Regions from separate parts of the Sus scrofa genome. Here region 1 is linked to region 2. A link is a contact called in public HiChIP or PLAC-seq data. All regions are on one chromosome and are shown on one strand. The core of a region is the stretch at or near the end of the contact, and the rest is flanking DNA. Distances in the headings are between cores, read along the strand shown. Region 1 overlaps HDAC4 (histone deacetylase 4). Region 2 overlaps HDAC4 (histone deacetylase 4).

Region 1 (2,959 bases), core at 27-2,526, 130 kb before region 2:
TAATCTGTTACGTGGGTGCGTGCCCTCCTAGCTTGGGAAACCAGCTACTGTTGGTGTGATTCTGGGCGGTGAGTACAGAGATCCGGGGGACCTCGGGTGAGATGGGAGCCTGGCGCCCGTGGGGCTGTGTGAGCCTCGTGCCACTGTCACTCTGCCCGCGGGGGGGAGGCCTGAGCCGCTCGGGAGCTGCCAGCCGCAGGGCGTCGTGTGTGTGTGTTGATGGCCCCGGTGGCGGCTTCGGAGGGGCGCGCGCTGGAGGCCACTTCAGGGTGCTGGCCCCACGGCGATTTGTCATGAACCACTGCCACGGGTGAGAGACCCTCGCGTCCACCGTGGCGGGAATACTGGCGTTTTCTTAAGTGTTGGAGGCAACGGCACCCCATTTGGATCAAGGAGGATTTGGTTGCACCGCACAGTCAAGTCACTTAAATCGTAATTTCGAAACCCCTGGGGGACAAGGCACGGCCGTCAGCTCCCACGCTGGGGTGAGGGCGGGAAGGCAGCTTTCAGTTACGTGTTTTGCACGTGAACAAAATGTAGTTTTATTCTCTCCTTTCCCTTTCTTTGCCCCTTTCTTTCCAATTTGAAAAATGGGTTTCGAGTCTCCAGAAGTTCCGTTTTCCCCGTTCGAGCGTGTCTTGCGTGCAGATGTAGTTAGAGATGACAAAGAGGCACGTTTGTGTTGTGGTGACTACATGAAAAGAAAGGATATTGCTGAGTGGTACATTGCGTCTTTAGAATATGCTGAAATGAAGTGCGAGGGTCATTTGTCTCCTGCAGCTCAGCTGGCGGCGCGTTTTCCTGTAGTGATTGAAGAAGGCCGTCGAGGAAGGCAGGGCCCCTGCGCGGATTCCTAGGATCTGCTTCCCTCGTCGTAACGTTGGCATGCGTGCACGTGTTCAGGTGACAGCTCAGCTGCCACAGTGTGTTTAATGACGTGTGTGCTGGGCAGGCGTGCTTTCCGTCGCTTGCCGTCGTTTTCTCAGGGTATCCGGACACAAACATTTGTTTGCTCCGATGCACCCTGGAGATGCCACCGAATGGTGCCCTTCGCTGAGCGGTAAGTAGCTGCTCTGCGCGGGGACGTTGAGATTTGGTGCCCTTCCTTCGTCCTGAAGCGCTGTTGCCAGGCTCAGTGGAGAACGACAGCAGGTTTCCGTGGAGCTGGGCACGAAGAAGGGCAATAATCCGTGCCGTGAAGAGCCTGGGCCGTGCACGGGGCGTGTGTGTGTGTCTGAGACAGGAAGGAAGGGCGGGGCGCAGTCGGTGAGAACGGGGCACGACGCAAGCGGGGCAGAGCTCCCTAGGCCAGGACGGCGGGAGGCTCGCCTCCCAGTGGACCCTGAGGCTCATAATCCACTCTCTGCGATACGTTCGCATGGAAGCGACATGCCCACAGGTGCCACGCCAGTTCCCAGGCCGCCCTAAAATGTCAGAGGGGGGCGGGGTCCTGATTCCCGGACATCCCACCCCCTCCAGGACAGGCTGTTCCTCCTACTCTTCGCCTGTGAAATTACCCCGCCCATAAAAACCATCCCCCCCCAGGGCTGCTCTCCTTTTCCCAGAGACCCCGTGCCCTGGGGCTGCCTCTCGCCTCTGGGATGGCCCAAGCTCTGTCTAAAGAAGCTACTTTCACTTCACTTGCTCTTTTTTTTTGGCTGTGCCTGCGTGTAGAGAAGTTCCGGGGTCAGGGATTAAACACCGGCCACAGCAGGGACCTGAGCCGCTACCGGATCCTGAACCTGCTGTGCCCCAAGGGAACTCCGCCATGGCGTGCTCCCAACTTCTTTCCAGTGTGAAGCCAAGGACTGTCACTTGGCAGCGTGTCCCAGGGACACAGGCCAGACCTGGGACAGGACCGTCCTCTAGCACCCAATTTTTTTTTTTCCTGCACAGCCTTTTCTGGCGACCTTGAAGGGACCTCAAAGGACACAATCTCAACCCGCCCATCGGGCCAGGGCTCCCCTGGTAGAGGGTGGCCGGAGCTCTTCCCAAGCCACGTGGATTCAAGTAGCCCCTCAGGTGCTGGCTGACACTGTCTGTGGGATCTGGCAGCGCCCACTGAGGCCAAGGCCCTTCTCCCCTCAGTCGTCCTCATCCCCCCTCCCTTGATCTCTTTGGCCCGAGAAGACCCACCGAGAGGACCCCCCGACACCCAGATTCCTCTGGGTGTCACGCCGCAGGTAATCGGCAGCTTGCTTGGGTGAGTCCCCCTGTGGCTCCTGGGGCCCTTCCCCTTCCCGCTTGATAGCAGCCCCAGTCCGGTTCTGGGACACTGGGGCGGGGGCCCACACGGGGGCCTCCCTGAGGCCTCCCCTAGGTGGGCCGCCCAGCCCTCCCCAAGTGCTCTCGGGGCCCGTGGCCTCACTGCACCCCGAGTGGAAGTTGTGGGCGAGCATGTCCTCGCGGGGCTCGAGGGCGGACTCTGCCCACCCCTGAGCAGAGGCCGCGGCCAGAGGCTCTGCTCCGTGGGCTCGCGGCCCTCTGGCCCGGGGCAGGCTGTGCCCCTCCCTCCTCCCCCGGTGGCTCCACATCCTCCTCTCTGGCACTGCCTGCTGGCCCTCGAGCCCCCTGCTGGCTCTGCCGGCCCGTCAGATGTTGCCTCTCACTTCTGGGAAGAGGCAGCCTCCTCCACAGCGCGGGGACCACGTCCTGAGAAGCTCTGCCCTGTGTCATTGTCACTGCCTAGTGCCCCCCACCCCCAGCCCCCGAGAATCTTTTTAGTTGACTCAGGGCCCTGGGCTCCCCGTCCCTCTCTGGAGGGTCAGGCCCCGGGTCTCCAGGGCTTCTTCTCCCCCTGGCCCTTCTCCTCCTTGGTTCATCAGGCAGATTTCCCAACAGACAGGTGTCGGGTGCCCACAGGGTCCCCACTGGTGCCTTTGCCAAACAGACCCTTCCTCGTGGCAGGATGGCCGCGAGGCCAGCTTTCCGTGCTTGATGAAACACCTCTTCTGCCGAA
Region 2 (3,199 bases), core at 449-2,948:
TTTTGTTACCGATTTCCGACAGAGCGTGTTCCGGCTGGAAGTAACTAAGCCTTTAGACATTTTGCGACTTGCTTTGCGGTCCATGGTTCTGGCTTCACTGTGCACTTAGAAGGCTTGAAGCCCCGCGCCAGGTGCAGACTCCGAAATCCGCTTGTTAAATCAAGCCGGGCGGCGGTAGCACGTTGTGTGCGGAGTTAGAAGGTGCCAGAAGGTGACAAACGCTGTGGAGAAATAAAAGCGATGGAGGCAGACACATGCTTGAGGGCGGTTTTCCGTGGTTCTGAGAAACGTGGTCCAGGAGGGCCTTGCCGTCCAAGGAAGGCGTCGGCCCCCTCGCTCCTCCTACCGAGGGGGCTTCCAGGCGCTGGCCCCCACCCTTGGCCCTCAGGGCACATTATCTATGAATCAAAGATCCCCGTGTTTGTGGGGCGCATGTTACAGTGGGGGAGCAGCGGACGGCTGGGAACGCAGGGAGCGAAATGCTTGGTGGGGGCGCGGGCGGGCTCGGCAGTGAGGACCCCGGTCGTGGCCGGGGCGGGGCCCTGGTGGAAGCAAACGCCTGCTCTAGAAGGAGCAGGGAGGACCGTGGGGGGATGGGAGCCCCAGGCCCAGCCCGGAGAGGAATCGGGGCCCGAGGAGGAGAAGCGGGCTGCGCTGGGGCACCCGCCGTGTTTTCCACCCAGTCCTGCTTGCTGTGCCGAGGGTTCCCAACCCGGAGCCCCCACTGTGCTCGTGAGGTGAGCGTGTGCCGCGTAGAAGCGGCTGCTCCCGGCCTTCATCCAGCAGGAGCGCTCAGCCTCCCACACCTGCCGCTGCTGGCAGAAGAGTGGCAGTAGGACAGTAACGAGTAGCAGGCCAGCCTGCCGGCCCGCCAGCCTGCAGCCCTCCGTGGTGGGGACCTCCGGCTTCGAGAGCCAGAGGCATTTTCCCACGTGCCTTAAGTGGTTGAATTACTGACCAGCATCCCCGGCGTTCCTCCTGGACCCTAAAGTCTGAACCGGACCTCCTTGCTCCCCTCGACACAAGCTCAAGTCCCACGTGTCCAGCTCCCGTTGGACGGCCTTCTGCAGCTCCCCCCCACCATGGCCCACGCGCCCTGGAAGGACGCTGCAGTCCTTGATGGGCCTTTGAGCCCCAGCCAGAGCACCCTGGTTTCCAGAAAGCACGGGGGGGTGCGGGGGAGGGGGGCATGGCTGCCCAGAGGGGCGGCCTCCATCGCTGCCCCTGCCCTGTGCCAAGGGAGGCCCGTCACCCTGAGAAACGCAGCCCAGCCCTAGGCCGCCCTCTGCTGCCTGCTCCTCTTCTTCCTCCGAGTGGACGAAACAGCTTCTATTTTTAAATGTTTCAACCGTTGCTCTTAAGTAATATTGGTTCCTACTGCAGGCCAGCTGTTGGGTGAAATACGCACCCAAACGTTTGCAGGTTGCTGAGAAGGAAATTCTGAAATGCTTTCTTCCCCGTGTTATGTAAACGTGACCTTAGGTAAGCGAGAGGCCGAGGACAGTTGCACAGGAGCTGGGTGGCCTTCCTAGACCACGGGGACTGTCTTCAGTGTTCAGACAGAGTGTTTTCACCCACGGGCTTCAGCGCAAGCAAAATGGCTTTTGGAGAGTGACTCGTGATTTATGCTGGTGTGAGCAGAGCCCTGGCCCACGGTGTGGGCGGGGGCAGAGGTGGGGGCAGGTGTTCCAGGGGTGTGGCCAGATTGAATCCAGGAGTCAGCGGTGGCCGCCCGAGTGACCTGGGCAAGAGCCAGACCTCTCCCACTGGCCTCCCCATCCCCAGTGTCCTGTCCTAGGGCTGTGACCACTGGGGTCACAGCAGGGGGCCGTGGGGACTAAACATGACGATAGAAGGAAGGCTCTTGCAACAAGTGCCCGGCGACAAAACACTGGGTTTTGTTATCATTGCTGTTTTATTGCCATTGCACTGTAATTGTGCGACCTTGGCGGTCCTGTCTGGGAACACCTGTTTATAAAGTTCAGGCAGCATCTCAGAGGGGTCGCCCTGTCTGCGCTTTTCCCGGGGGGCACGTTTGTCCTTGGTGGCTGCCCTTCTCTGTGAGAGCTCAGAGCACCTGTCCCCGTTTTTTGCACCAGGCAGGCCTGGTTCCATGTCTCGTTTCCCGGAAGCACATCAGTGCAGCGGTCGAAAGCCAAGTTCCCAACGGCACGCCAGGTTTTTATTTACAGCTCTTGCAAATATTTCCAAAAGACAGTTTCCCTTCTTGGGGGGACACGGAAGGATTTAGAAACTTTCAAAGGATTTTCTAGAGCGCATCCGGGGGACCTTAGGAAATGGGGGAGGGATCGAACCCTTTTTCTTCTTCGTGACGTCACAGCACAGGAGTGCAGGAGGCTGTGCTCGCCCAGATTGCATTGAAATAACATGGAATAGTAGTGACTCGGGCTTCAGGAAGGCCAGGAAACTGCAGTGCGATGGTGGATATGTTTCTGAACCAGGATTCCGTGTGGCCGGGTGGCGTCCTCCAGAGCCGCCCAGGACAGGCGGGGTCCTGGGACCGAGGGCTGCCCTTGTAGTGCCACGTGGGCATCTAAGCCACCTGGTTTTCTGTAGCCTCAGATTAGGAGCGCTTTCTGCCTTGTGGACATGGTGTATTCTTCCGGAGACAAAGCCATCGCAGCCTCTGTAGAGGAGAGCTCTGTCTCTTCCAGGTTCTCGGAAGTCAGTCGCTTCGGCTCATCAGTTCAGAGGACCTTTGAAAAACAGCCTCAGGAGAGGGTCAAGCCAGGCTGATGGGCTCTCCAGCAAGGAAGAGTCGGGCTGCAGGGAGCTTGTCGAGCTTATCGTGCCGTGGGCGCCGTCCTGACTGGGTGGAAAGAGTGAGTCTGCTGCGTGGAATTGTCCCAGACCCTTCGCTCGGGCCACCCCAGACGCAGCTGGAGGCGAACCTGCTTGCGGGGTGCTTGGCACTGCTGGCTGCTATCGTTGCAACGACCCTGGAACCATATGCATGTTTTACTTCGTGGTATTCGTGAGAAAACTCTGTTTCTTTAAAAAACGACTCATTGCTACCCGTCTTTTACCCGTTTGACGTTAAAATACTTTATTCCATGCAGTTGCCGAAACAACGGCGGTTAATCGAGGAAGCAAAATGTGGGTCGTTGTTAAAGCTGGGTACCCGGGCATTCGCGGTGCCCCTCTCTGATTTGGGGTGTCTTTGAAGCTTTCTGTAACG

What was found. HiChIP or PLAC-seq counts read pairs in DNA pulled down with a chosen protein or histone mark.
Region 1: a contact with region 2 is called in an H3K27ac HiChIP or PLAC-seq map of alveolar macrophages. The contact joins two enhancer-like sites.

What each region holds. Positions count from the first base shown.
Region 1 is chr15:138,638,743-138,641,701 of Sscrofa11.1, reverse strand. The region is part of intron 1 of HDAC4 (histone deacetylase 4); the gene reads left to right. Among named protein-coding and RNA genes, the nearest start is that of HDAC4, 17 kb to the left of the region's middle. Within about 2 kb of position 1,276, at least 19 of the 83 cell types and tissues checked have an H3K27ac peak or open chromatin away from gene starts, as enhancers often do. A contact at or near this core is called in alveolar macrophages, where this site is marked.
Region 2 is chr15:138,507,615-138,510,813 of Sscrofa11.1, reverse strand. The region is part of intron 3 of HDAC4 (histone deacetylase 4); the gene reads left to right. Among named protein-coding and RNA genes, the nearest start is that of HDAC4, 150 kb to the left of the region's middle. Within about 2 kb of position 1,698, at least 14 of the 83 cell types and tissues checked have an H3K27ac peak or open chromatin away from gene starts, as enhancers often do. A contact at or near this core is called in alveolar macrophages, where this site is marked.